Regions from separate parts of the Mus musculus genome. Here regions 2 and 3 are each linked to region 1. Evidence: chromatin contacts called from public HiChIP or PLAC-seq and promoter capture Hi-C data. All regions are on one chromosome and are shown on one strand. Each heading gives the region's core, a stretch centred on a gene start, on an enhancer-like site or on the middle of the called end of the contact. The rest is flanking DNA. Distances are from core to core; before and after follow the strand shown.

The links. Promoter capture Hi-C pulls out the DNA fragments that hold promoters and counts their contacts. HiChIP or PLAC-seq counts read pairs in DNA pulled down with a chosen protein or histone mark.
Region 2: an H3K27ac HiChIP or PLAC-seq map of microglia shows a contact between it and region 1, with 5 times the contacts expected there. The contact joins the promoter of Cacnb1 here to the promoter of Msl1 in region 1. A contact is called at or near these places in 1 of 39 promoter capture datasets (pre-B cells), 1 of 15 datasets of contacts at CTCF or cohesin (large pre-B cells), 1 of 484 Hi-C or Micro-C datasets (embryonic stem cells), 5 of 115 datasets of contacts at active chromatin or transcription factors (bone marrow-derived macrophages, epiblast stem cells, microglia and 2 more) and 1 of 9 other capture datasets (liver).
Region 3: a contact with region 1 is called in a promoter capture Hi-C map of pre-B cells. The contact joins the enhancer-like site here to the promoter of Msl1 in region 1. A contact is called at or near these places in 1 of 39 promoter capture datasets (pre-B cells), 3 of 115 datasets of contacts at active chromatin or transcription factors (bone marrow-derived macrophages, memory CD8 T cells and microglia) and 1 of 9 other capture datasets (liver).

Annotation. Positions count from the first base shown.
Region 1 is chr11:98,793,838-98,798,290 of GRCm38.p6, reverse strand. Msl1 (male specific lethal 1) reads right to left here and starts at 2,775. Exons shown (of 9, transcript NM_028722.3): 1 at 1,687-2,775. The coding sequence starts at 2,460.
Region 2 is chr11:98,020,048-98,024,498 of GRCm38.p6, reverse strand. It overlaps Cacnb1 (calcium channel, voltage-dependent, beta 1 subunit), which reads left to right and starts at 1,872. Exons shown (of 14, transcript NM_001282977.1): 1 at 1,872-2,157. The coding sequence starts at 2,074. It also overlaps a transcript of Rpl19 not described here.
Region 3 is chr11:97,996,976-98,000,805 of GRCm38.p6, reverse strand. No RefSeq gene overlaps it. Among named protein-coding and RNA genes, the nearest start is that of Arl5c, 2.7 kb to the right of the region's middle. Within about 2 kb of position 1,360, at least 88 of the 459 cell types and tissues checked have an H3K27ac peak or open chromatin away from gene starts, as enhancers often do. A contact at or near this core is called in bone marrow-derived macrophages, memory CD8 T cells and pre-B cells, where this site is marked.

The sequences.
Region 1 (4,453 bases), core at 1,526-4,025:
GGAAGTCTATTGTCATCAGAAACTTGGTATTAACTCAGTTTTGACAAAAAGGTGACTGTGCTGCTTATAGCACAAGACAAGAGTTTTGCCTTGGTTAGTGAGTGACGTCACTGCTGCTCTCTTACTGCCATGGCATTGACTTCAGCAGAGGCCAAACAATGACTAGAATAAGAGCAGGCCTAAGCAGGGCTAAGACTGTAGTACATGACAGAAGCCGTGAATGCCAAGCTCAGACCAATGCCTTAGCATTAACTCACCCCACTTTTTCCTACCTTGAAAAGCCTATGAAGGAGGCCAAAGAAGGCATCACCTCAAGAACTCAGCACAACCCTCCAGCTGCAGTAGTGTCCCCCCGCCCCCTGCCAGCCACTCGTGTCACCTGTGTTCTGATTCACAGCCTTAGCATTACTTAGCCATGTTTCGTGGGTGACATAGTCTTCATTTCTTCTCCTTTACTGATCCTTCTCTTCCCACCCCCTTCCCATGAAAGGAAGGATATGTTGTGTTTTTACGGCAGGGCCATCACACCGTAGACTGCAGTACAGTGCTGAGCAGTGCCACTCCATGCTGAGTTACTTCCACAAAGCAACACTGAGGTATTTCAACAAGACCTGCCCCAGCTCCTGTTCCACCTTGCAGAAGGCACTCTCCAATCAAACAGAGGCCTGATGGCGACTTATTTAGGAAGCAAACAAAATGAACAGCTCTTCTGCTCCCATGCTCAGCCTGTGGTGCGTGAAGCCCCAGAGTAAGAGGAGCCAGGAGGGAGGGAGGGGGGAGCAGGGCCTGAGCGCACTGTAGAAGCCATGTTTATTTTTAGGCGTCTAAAAGGTATGTTACCACTGTAGCACCCACCACCCCAGCGGCCCTGAGGTGTGAGGGAGTGTGCTTAACATGTGTGCCCAAGGCTGCTGCTCATGCAAGCAAGCCTATGGAGTCATGCTTTCCAGGAGTACAAAGAAATAACCAACAACTTTTCTAATACCTCAAGATTCAAAAACAGGTCTGGGAGGTGGAAGGGTTTACAGAATACATCGAATAAGCTTATGTCTCAAAATCTGCCAGCTTAGTCAAGGGACGTGGTCAGCGGGTAGTGTTTTATAACTCAGATTTTCTACTAGAAACTCTCTGAAATCAAAGGCAGTGATTCTCATTTAGGAGAGCTAAAACAGGATTCCACGTACACCATCTTTACCCTCTACCGACCAAAAGACCTATGACAACCCTCCTGTCTAAAGATGCAACAGCGGTGGTTACGGCAACAGCTGTTATAGCCTCCTCTCCAATGCACAGCTAAGGCAACAGCGCTTGAATACAACCCCTGCCATACAGCCACATCTGCACCCCACCCTATCATTTTTAACCCCTCGTAAATCAGGTCTTTCCCACTCTAAACGTCTTTCCCACAAGTGTGGGGCTGTCGTTTTAAATTAACCCTTTGGCAACCGAAGCCTCCCATAACACCCCCCACCACACACACACAGGTTGCCCTTTAACCCTTCCTTCCGACCCAACGTGTCAGTGATGCCAGGCTCCTAACGACCCAACATCTAAGGCACTCTTTAGCTGGTGGCCAACTTCCTCTAACCCTAACCGAGCGGGGACCTCTGCCTCCTACAGCCCCCTTCCCCCGAGCATGCGCAGAGCTCGCTCTCCATCCCTAATGCAGATTAACCCCTCCCGTACCGTATCTCTCTCGGACTTCAGCTCCTCTATCTCCTTCTCCTTGGCCTGCAACTGCTGCTGCTGCTGTTCGATGAGGTCCAATTGCAGCAGAAGGATCTGTTTGAGGCAGGCGGCCTGACTGGAGGCTCCCGAGCCGCCGCCACCCCCGAGAGGGCTCTTCCTTATACTCTTCCATCTGCCCTCACTGGCCGCCAGGGTCCCAGCAGTGGCGGTGGGCGCGAGGGGTGGTGGCCCGGGCAGAGGTAGTGGTGGGGGTCCCGCCGGGTCCGAGGCGGTGGCAGCTGGGGGAGCCGCCCCACCCTTGTCCCCAGCCCAGGGCGTAGGCTCTTTGGCCGCCGCCACCACGATAGAGCCCGTCTGAATGGGCAGCACCGCCTGATACTTGGGCCGGGGGCTGCAGCCAGCGCCGGCTGCGACTGGCTCCCCGCCGATGCCGGCTTGTTTAGTAGCTGGGGGCGGACAGGGCAAGGGCACCGAACCGCCCCAGCTCTCTTCCTGCTGCCCGGGGGCCGCCCCGGCTGGGAGTAACAAGCCCCGGCCCTTGCCGCCGCCGCAGCCGGCTGGAGAGGGCGAGGGGCTCCCGCCCTGGGAAGAGGCCAGCGGGGGCCCCGGCTCCTTGAGCTTACGATGCCGGGGGAGGAAATGGGCTTCGGCCGCCCCGGACTCGTCCTCGGGCCCGCCCAGCGCCGCAGCCCGCTCGTAGTCCAGTCGCTGCTCGGGGTTGCCGCCGGCAGGGGCCGCGGCCGCCTTGAACACTGCGGATCTCATGGTCATAGTGGTCCGGAGCAGCGCGGGGGACCGAGACGGAGGAGGGGGTGGGGAAGGGGCGAGGTGCGGGGGGTCGAGGACGGAGGAGGGGGAGGGGAGTTTGGCGGGCTCGGCTCAGCAGAGCAGCCGCAGGCCTCCGCTAACGCGGCTTCTCCGAGGCCCGGGCGCCATCCCGCCGGCGAGCGGAGAAGTGGAGGCCGCAGCTGAGGCCCGCCGCCGACCCATGGTGGCCTCGCCGCCGCCTCTGCTGCCGCCACCGTCGCCTTCGCCGCAGAGGCAGGAGCTCGCACCCAGCCGCCCCCGAGCTCATCCCCGGAGCTCGCTTCGGCCCCCCCTGCCCGGCCGGGCCCGCCTCGTCTCCCCACCCCGCACCCCCCCTTCCCCGCCCCGGCCCCCCGCCCCGGAGCTCGCCTCAGCCGCCCCGAGCCTCCATTTCCCCCCCCTTGCTCCTCCTCGGGAGGGGGTGGGAGGGACGGGTCCGCCCAGAGCCCTCCTACTCCGGGAGGGGGGGTCTGCCGCCTCCCCCGGGGGTTCTCCGCGCCGCCGGGTCCCCCTCCCCCACAGTCACCCCCGACTCCTCGGCGTTTCCCTTTAAAAAAAACGGAGCCGCCGCAGCCGCCGCCACCGCCGACCGGAGCGCGCATGCGCCGAGAGGGCAGCGGGCGGGAGCGAACCGGGAGCGGAGAGGAGGGAGGCGGGTAGCGCTATTGTGAAAGGGGCCGCGGCTACCGCTGCCGCCGCGAGGGGGAGGGGACCGAGGCGCGGGGGCCCACGAGGGGAGGTCGGGGACGAGGGCGAGGACGCAGGAGCGGGCGAAGGTGGGCTGCCGAGGCAGGGGCGGGCTGGGGAGGGAAGAAGGGCGAGGGCGGCCGCTGGTGGTTGGGGAATGCGGAGGATCCCCGGCAAAACCAAGTGCGAGAGAATGGGGTTGGGGAGGAAGGAAGGAGGTAGATGCTCCCGCCCCTCGCGGACGCCTACCGACCGCTCTGCTGAGCCGGCCTTCGTCGGATAGCCCTTCCCTGGCGACCTGGCTACGCGCCTGGCCCACACCGGAGCCCCGCGCGCCTTCGGGACCGGCCCCGACCCAGGCTCCCTTGGAGCCTGCGGCTGTTTCATGGAGTAGAAGTCAAGCTTCCACCCTCTAGGCTCCCTGGCGGTCCCACATGGGTTGGGGAAAGAAGTGAAGTTCTTTGTCTCTAAGGGATCCAGCACAGAAATGGAGGGACCTCTGGTTCCCAGAAGCAGCAAAATCCATGATGTCTGCTGCCCAGGGAGTTGTAAGCACAACCTTGGGGTGAAGTACTGCCAACTACCGACAGTTGTTTCCCAAGCAGCCATGTCTCCAGCCTTCTTAAGCTGTAGCTACTCCTAGCATCTTCTGGAAAAAGATTCAAGAAATCTATGGAGAGATGTATGCCGGTGTTAGGACTAAGTGTTCTTTAGGGCCTTCTATTGGAGCACTTCCCAATTCTCCAGGTTCATAGTGTCTGTGTGCCTTAATTTTCCAAGCAACTTTAGCCACTAAGTCCTCATAGTTCCCTATGGAAAAAACATGTACATAGTTGTAAATTAATTGGTTGCTTATCTGTCTGAAGTGCACTTCTAAAATTTTTTTATAGGAGATAGGTATAGTGGTCTACACCTTTAACCCCAGCCCTTGTGAGGCAAAGACAGGAGAATGTGTGAGTTCGGGGCCATCTTGGTTCACATAGCAAGTTCCAGGACAGGGCTACATATACCTTGTCTAAATAAATAAATAAATGTCTCAATGCGAGCAAGCAGATCTTGTCTCTATAAATAAATAAACGATAAGTTGTACAGAGAAAACAAGGACACCTGGTTCAATGCGAAATTTAGTTAGAAACTGCTTCTGCTTTGTGGGCTCTAAGCATGAAACACTGAAAAACTTCATGGGTATGAAAGTCCTGAGTCCCCGTCCTCTTTCCATCAGGTGGGCCTCAGAACTGCACAGGAAGGCAGTAGAAGGAAGGGCAGGATT
Region 2 (4,451 bases), core at 623-3,122, 770 kb after region 1:
TCTTCTTCTTCTTCTTCTTCCTCTTCTTCTTCCTCTTCTTGTTTTTCGAGACAAGGTTTCTCTGTGTAGCCCTGACTGCCCTGGTTCTGGAACTCACTTTGTAGAAGACCAGGCTGTCCTCACTCTGCCTCCCAAGTGCTGGGATTAAAGGCGTGCACCACCACTGCCTGACTTCATCTTTTTTGTTTGTTTGTTTTTCGAGACAGGGTTTCTCTGTATAGTCCTGGCTGTCCTGGAACTCACTTTGTAGACCAGGCTAGCCTGGAACTCAGAAATCTGCCTGCCTCTGCCTCCCGAGTGCTGGGATTAAAGGCGTGCGCCACCATGACTGGCTCCGGCTTCATCTTCTTATCTCTCTGCTCTCTGAGCTGGATGGAGGAGGAAGAACTGGTCCTCTTGCCACAGATGGCTCCCATGCTGCTCATTAAGCACCCCCAGAAGCCCAGCCATCATTTTTTTGTTGTGGGACTTTTTTTGTTTGTTCATTCATGTTTTTTTTTAAGGTTTATTTTATTTATATGAGTTACTGTAGATGTCTTCAGACACATCAGAAGAGGGTATCAGAAGCCATTACAAACGGTTGTGAGCCAACATGTGGTTGCTGGGAATTGAACTCAGGACCTCTGGAAGAGCAAATAGCTAGTGCTCTTAACCACTGAGCCATTTCTCCAGCCTCCTTGTTCATTCATGTTTTGTGACAGGGTCTCTCTATGTAGCTAAGGCTGGCCTCAAACTCATGATGTGATCTAGGCTGGCCTCAAGCCCCCAACATGGCTGTACACCATCAGACCCAGCTTCTGGGCCTCTTACTGTTCTCTCATCTTGCCAAGAATTTCAGTGGGCAAAGATACCATAGTATTAGCAACACTGTAGGAAACAAAGAATGCTTGTTTGTTTATTTGAGACGGGGCTTCTCTATGTAGCCCAGGTTGTCCTGAGGGTCACTATGTAAATGAGGCTGACCTGCCTCTGTCTCCATAGTGTTGGGATTAAATGTGTGCTCCACCACTGCTTGGTGGAGGTCGACCCTTTTAGGATCCAATAACCAGCTGAGCCGGAGCCACAGTTCTGGGACATTTGTTCCTCAGTCAAGGATAAAGGAGAGAGACAACCCTAGGTCAACAGTCATGGTGTATAATTTTGAATAGCTCCTCCCCCCGTTTATACTTCCTCCTCTTCCCCTTCTCTTAGAAGCAACAGGGACTTGCCAAGCCTGACTCCTGGCCTTTTGGAAGAGCCTATGAGACCTCAGTAACTGATGAGGTCGAAGCATTCCTGGGTCCCTGGATAGCAATCCTAATGTCCCTGGTGGCCTTCTTTGGACACTCACCCCATCATCCAGGCCCGGCTGGGGCCAGTAGACCTAGAGCCCGGTTGGAGAGGGAGGTCTACTCAGCTAGTTTCATGGCGGCCTGGGCCTGACACTGGGGAGAAAGGAGTTAAAGGCAGGTCCCAGGATCACAGGGACCGGGAAGTTCCGGTGGCCCAAGCTAGAGTCGCTCAGGGAGACCAGCTGAGAGAGTAGTTTGGGACAGAAAGGGAGGCGGTACCAGTCATACCGAGCGGCGTTTCACCACCTCCCCACCCCCCCATCAACGCTTGGCACACACTGGTAAACGCCCCCCACCTCCATCCCAGCCTCAAGGCCGGTTTCCCCTTAGTCCCCTGCAGGCCGCCCTCATCCCAGTCTAATCGGAGGACAGCGATCGAGCCCCTCCACGTTCTGGAGGCCAGCGGGGCTACGCCACTCGGCCATTGTCTGCGCGCAGCCGGTTGAGGGGCTCGAGGGGCGGGGCCGCGGCGCGGGGCGGGAGCGAGGGAGGGGCGGGGGGAGATGCTGAACCTTCAGGGGCGGAGGCGGCGGCGGCGGCGACGGCGGCAGCGGCCGCAGAGAGCACAGCGCGAGCCGGGAGGGCAAGCAAGGCGGCGAGCGTGCAGCCGGAGGTCCAGCTGGGAGACTGCACCCGGTGCTGGCTGCGCGACGCCGCGCTGCTCTGGGCTCGGACGGCCTCTCCCATGCGCTGAGAGCGCCCGGCTGGGCTGGGAGGGCGGCCGGACCGGAGGATCCTCTCCATGGTCCAGAAGAGCGGCATGTCCCGGGGCCCTTACCCACCTTCCCAAGAGATCCCTATGGAGGTCTTCGACCCCAGCCCACAGGTAAGGCGAGGTGGCAAGCTCGAGGGAAAGGGCCGCTCCTACGGATCTTGGGGTCGGCTTGGAAAGCCCCGGGAAGGAAAGGGTTATATGCCCCGCGTGGATGGGAGAGGGGTGTCTGCGCGACCCTCCATTCTCGAGGGTTAATGATCGATGGACTATTGGTCCGAGTCGGGTTGCGGTGCTGCGGAGCGGAGAGGAGGCGGTTGGAATGCCTGTCAACCTCGCCTCCAGGTCTCCCCCGCGTCCAGGTTCCTGCTGCTGGGGTACTGGCTCCAGCAGGCTGACAGCGGGGATGCTGATGGGGGTTGGGGGGAATCCAGGCCTTGAGAAGCGGAGTTGGAGGGAGGCTGGAGAGCGAATCGGGCGAGGGGGGCGACGCAGAGCACGTTTAGGGGCGCTAGTGGGTGTGGGTGGGGCGGGGGTAATACTGGGAAAAGGCCTAGACGATGGTCAGAGGGCGTTGCCAACAGGCCTTCGAAGGCTCAGACATTGGCTTTCGAAGGTGGAGAAGAGATCAGCTCAGGGAGGCCCTCCCCTAGTCACCTGGTCTCCATCCCTGTCTTGGATGTTTCCCTACTCCCAACACCCACATTAGCTTACCCCACCCCCTGCCCCAAGGGGTGGGAGCCGCCAAAGTTTGGAAAGTTGGATGGGTGCCAACTCACTGTCTTGGAGTGGAGGTCGCTGTTTTACCTGGGGGAGGGGCGCTGCCCTCTAGCACGTTCACTTTTCCTATGTGCCTGGGTTATTCCTAGGTAGGGGCGTTCTTGGGCATACAAGGTCCCCCTAGAATGACCAGCAGGGCATGTGGTGGCCATGCCAGGGGATTTCTCTAGGACTTGTCCTTCTCCAAGGATAGCATTAACACTTGCATTGCTGTGGCCAGCCTGGAGCAACTGTAAGCAACATGATGTGGTTGATGGGTGTGTATGGGGGGGGGGGTCAGGTCAGACCTAAAAATACTTCGTCTCTCCACCCCAGGCCCCTTGGAGTCTGGGAGGCAGCTGACTGATGCCTTCCTTTCAGCTGTCCCCTGTCCCTCTGAAGGCCACTCCCTTTGCCCAGCTGGGGTGAGGTAGTGCTGTGAAAGAGTCTTGAGGTTCACTGTAGAATGCTCTTAGGTCTGTAGAGAGCCTCAAAACTAGTTTAGCTGTATGCTCAGTTTTAGAGAAGGAAAGAGGATCATAGAATATTCAGTCCTATTATTCGTGTGTGTGTGTGTGTGTGTGTGTGTGTGTGTGTGTGTGTGTGTGTGATAGAATCTTATATAGTCAATGCTGGCCTTGAACTTATGATCCTCCTGCCTCTACCTCCAAAGAGTAGAGAATCACAGGTGTGAGTCACTATGCCTGGCTCACCAGCTTCCTTGTCACCAGGTCTCAGGAGCCAGAGCCTGCAGTGTCGCTGAGGTGCCTCTAGGCTCTTTGGTCAAAGAAAGTCTGGGATAGAGGTTAGGGGCAGGAGCTTTTGGGCATTCTGCCCATCCTGTACTGGGCAAGGGCCAAGAATATGAAATATGAGTGTGTGTGTGTGTGTGTGTGTGTGTGTGTGTGTGTGTGTGTGTGTATGAGGGGGGCACAGAAGCAGCTCCCATATAGGAAGCAAAGAGACACTCAATGCCATAACTTTGGCATATGAGAGGTCAGACAGGATCCCCCACCCCAGTTAGAGCCCACTAAGAGAGATTAACCATCTTACCTGGTACTGGCAGGAGTATATGTTCTAGTCTCAGCTTGGGGTGGGGCCACAGGGCCTTTAGATGGATGGAGCAGGGTTAGTATGATGGGGATGGGGCATGGGCAGTAGCAGCTGGCGTGGGAGTAGAGTGAATCCTGCCTTGGGGGGGAATATAAACACTGATTGCCAGGACGGAGGCTGAGAGAAAGTTCTGCTAGGGTGGAGGCAGAGTGGGAAGCTGAGCCTACTCTGAGGCACCTAGGCACCGGCCACAGGTTGGATGTTTAGTTTCTCCGGATGTGGCTGTTCTCTACCTCCTCCCTCTTTTCCTTCCTCAGAAATGTCTTCAAGCGCTGAATGTCTTTCCCTCCCTACTCAGGGGCTCAGGGGAGGAACCAAGCCAGGCCCTGGGTTGCCTCCTCTCTCTGGGGGCACAACACACACTCTGCCCCCTCAGCTCCAGATACAGGGGAGAGGACATCCCCCTCTCTTCCTCCACCCCCCCCCCCAGCACTGCAGGCAGCCTCTCCCTTCCCTGGAGGCTGCTGCAGCCTGCCCAGCATCTTAATTAGCTTTGCTGCCTAATGAGCCTCCCGTTCCTCGGGCCTTCTGCTTCT
Region 3 (3,830 bases), core at 111-2,610, 800 kb after region 1:
TTGACTGACCTGGGACTCATGCAGCTGAGGTGGGACTCAAACTCATAGCAACTCTCCTGCCTCACCCTCCTGAGTGTGATTGCAAAAGTTACAGATGTGCTATCACACGGGTCCTGAGAGCTTTGGAGCCGGGGAGGTTTTCCGCTGGTGTGAAGAGGTTGGAGAGACCAGGCCCCCTGAGACATGTGAGAACAAAATAAGCAGGTGGCAGGCCCCTCCTCGTCACCAGCTGCCAGGATGTGGGCTCTCATAGCTGTTGTCCTGCCTCACACAGCACCTGCAAAGCTTCCTTGCCTTCCTAGGTCTTGTTTTTGAGGTGACAGCTCTAGAAGACTTGAACATCTGGGTCCCCTGCCTGAGTGCTTCTGTTCATAGTTTGTGTTTAAGGGTCAGTCTGACATCGGACCCCTGATGGCCTCCAGATAAGCCAGCAGATCACAGACAGGGATCTGGGCAGCCCAGGGGCAGAGTCCCTTGGGGAACTGATAGTAGAGTTGTTGAGAGCCCTGCTCTGCCTCCCATCCTCCCCACTACCTTTGCATGGTAATCGATCATTCACGTCTATGTTTAGGTGTGGAGCCAGCATTTATTAAAGATCTCCTCTGTGGTAGGCACAAGTCAAACTGGAAACCACAGATAGCGCTCCAAGTTTCTTGCTGTGGGGGAGCAGTCAGTACCGGGAACACCAGTTCCTTAACCAGAGAGGTCAGAGAAGGCTTTGAGAGGGAGGTGAAGCTCCCTTGAAACCTGGGAACATGGTTAAGTTAACCCGAGGCAGAGAAGAGGGAGGAAGTTCCTAGTGCAGAGGAGAGAGGGGACATGCATGACATGCTAGTGGCTCCTGACTAACACAACATGGTGACAGCTGGTGGCCAGAGCAGCTTGGCAGGAGCAGGTCACAGCAGGCCTTCTAAGTTTTGTTCTGAAGGACTGTAAATGGTCATGGCTAGACACGGTCTTCCCTGCAGATAGATGATGCCGCTGATATCCACCTGGGAGGAAACCTCAGTTCAGGCCATAGAGGAAGGCAGCCACTGACCCCTAGAGGAGTCCAGCGGGGTGTGTGTGTGTGTGGGGGGGCAACTTTACCAGCCTCCACAAATATCATTATGTGCTGCCTGTGATCCCCAAGTTCATAATTCTTCTGCTCCAGGAAACCCTGATTTTGGAAAGAGTAGGGGTTAGGGGGTTGAGATGGAGGAAGCAGGTGTCCAAATACGTCTCTTCCTGCACCAGCTGCCTACAACTGCATTTGCTCAGAACTTAGGTAGGTATTTCTAGCCGGCACAGATAGTAGAGATGGGGAGGAAGTCTTGTTTTTAGGTAACCACGCCCTCTACCCACTTAGACTGCCGGATCAGCAAGCTCGTGGGTGTGGACACGTGAGGACTTTAACAGCCATGACATCAGCCAGCTTGGTGCTGCCACCACTTCTGGGACTCAGAAGCTGAGGCAGGGGGATTCCCTCCTAACTGATTTCCTTTCCCTCACTGCTTCTCTGACTAGCTTCTTCCAACTCTGGTGGATACTGCCTCTGTGACAGAAGGGGGGCAGGCCACAGATCCCAGGTCAGCCCAAAGGTTCACTGTCCCCCCCCTTTTTTTTAATTGATATGAATACAGTGTCACTGTCTTCAGACATGCACCAGGAGAGAGCATCAGATCCCATTACAGATGGTTGTGAGCCACCATGTGGTTGCTAGGATTTTTTTTTTTTTCAAGACAGGGTTTCTCTGTGTAGTTCTGGAACTCACTCTGTAGACTGGCCTCAACCCCAAGTGCTGGAATTAAAGGCGTGTGCCACCACTCCCCAGCAAGGATCACTATCCTGAAATAGGCTGGGTTAAACTGAGGCCACTTTGGCCCAGGATGGGCTTGTGGTTTCAGTCCAATATCCTAAATCTTGTTTTAGCTTCCATAGTGGCTGTCTAGGCTTCCTTCTAAATCAAATCTTCTCAGAGAAGTGTGTGTGTGTGTGCACGTGTGTGTGTGTGTGTGTGTGTGTGTGTGTGTGTGTGTGCACTCGCGCATGTGCGTGTGTGCATGCGCTTGCACAAACAGCATGGAGGCCAGAAGAGAATGCTGGATCCCCTGACCTCCATGGACGCCAGGAACCAAACTCTATTCCCCTGGAAGAGCAGAAAGCCACTCTCAACCCTTCCTAACTGAGCCCTCTCCAGCCACCACCGCAGTTCTGTTCTGTTCACTCAGTGTGCCCCCAGCTTGCCGAATGTCACTTTCAATTCTGCAACTGGGTGACAAAGCAGGACGCCTTTCTTCCCCTAGGAACCAGATGGCAGCCATGCCTCAAACACTGGGTGATTTCTCCAAATACCTTCTGTGCCCCTGTCAAGCCTCCCAGCCCCAACCCCAGCTCCCTTCCTGGGGCTGACATGGAATCAGCCCTGATGGACTGTGTGGATCATGTCTTCAATTCTGTGTTGTTCTAGCTCTGTCCACCAAGAGGAATGGGATGAAGGTGTGTGTCATATGTGCCTGGGTGGGTCTGTGGAGGCCAGAGGTGAGCTTCCAAGGGTTGGTTCTGTTTGTCTTTGCTTACCACAAGCATCCCAGTTAAAGGCTGCCAGGTGTTTCCCTTTCAAAGCAGAGGAGACATTGAAGCACGGGCACTGGTGAGAGATCTGGCTAAGACCGGGGCCTGAGTGAGGACCAGTGGATGTAAATACTGCTGAAGTAGGCACGCAGGGGCTGTTTATGGAGGCTCTCAAAGGCCACATAAGGAAGTTGCTTTGAACTCAGTGGGCAACAGAGAGCCAGCCAAAGCTGATGGAGTGGGGAGTCATGGACCCTGAACTGTCTTTAAGAAAGGTTGGGCCAGCCGTGGTGGTGCACTCTGAGTTCGAGGCCAGCCTGGTCTACAAAGTGAGTTCCAGGACAGCCAGGACTACACAGAGAAACCCTGTCTCGAAAAACAAAAACAAACAAACAACAACAACAACAACAAAAAAGAAAGGTTGGTAAGACATGAGGAGGAGGGAGGGCCCGAGCGCAGTAGAGGTAGAGGTGAATCCCCCCCGCTGGGGGTGCTGCCTTAGCAGAGGGCAGACAGCCATAGGGGCCCTAGGAGGATGCTCCAGTGTGATGTGATGACTACAGCCTCTTTCTTGGAGTCTGCCTTGAATTGTAGTGCTGGAGAAATATATCAAAGATTTCCAATTTTCTCAGGACCAAAGAGAAAATACGGAGTCTGGGACTCCAGCCAAAGGTCAACGTGCCTTTTTTCACTTCTCTTTAGATTTTTTTCTGGGTTTCTCCCAGGTTGTGAAATTCACAAACAACACATTGGTTTTTTTTCTCCCTCTTCCTGCTGGGGCTGCTACTTTCCTCGTGACCCACAAACCCACTGTTGGGTCTACCTGCTGCTGGAGCCTGTGAGGCCAGAAGGCCACTCAGAAGTTTGAGGCAGGAGGATTGCTGGAGTTCAGGAGTTTAAAGCCAGCCAGGGTGACAGATTATATATTTAGGTCCTCTGAAAATAACAAACAAATCAACAAATAAAAAGACTTTTCCCTCTGCTGAGAGAGACTGGCTGGTTTAGATTGTAAAAGACAATCTCACTATGTAGCCCAGGCTCGGTATTTATTGTTTCATTTCCTTTGGAATGGGGAAGGGGCATGGAACTCACTCTGTAGACCAGGCTGGCCTCAAACTCAGAGATCCACCTGCTTCTGTCTCCCAAATGCTGGGATTAAAGGTGTGTGCCACCATGCCCAGCAATCATGGTGATTTAAATTTTTTATTTTTATTACTTTTAATTATATATTGGTGTGTGCATTTGCATGTGGGTATTGCACAGAGTGCAGAAGCCAG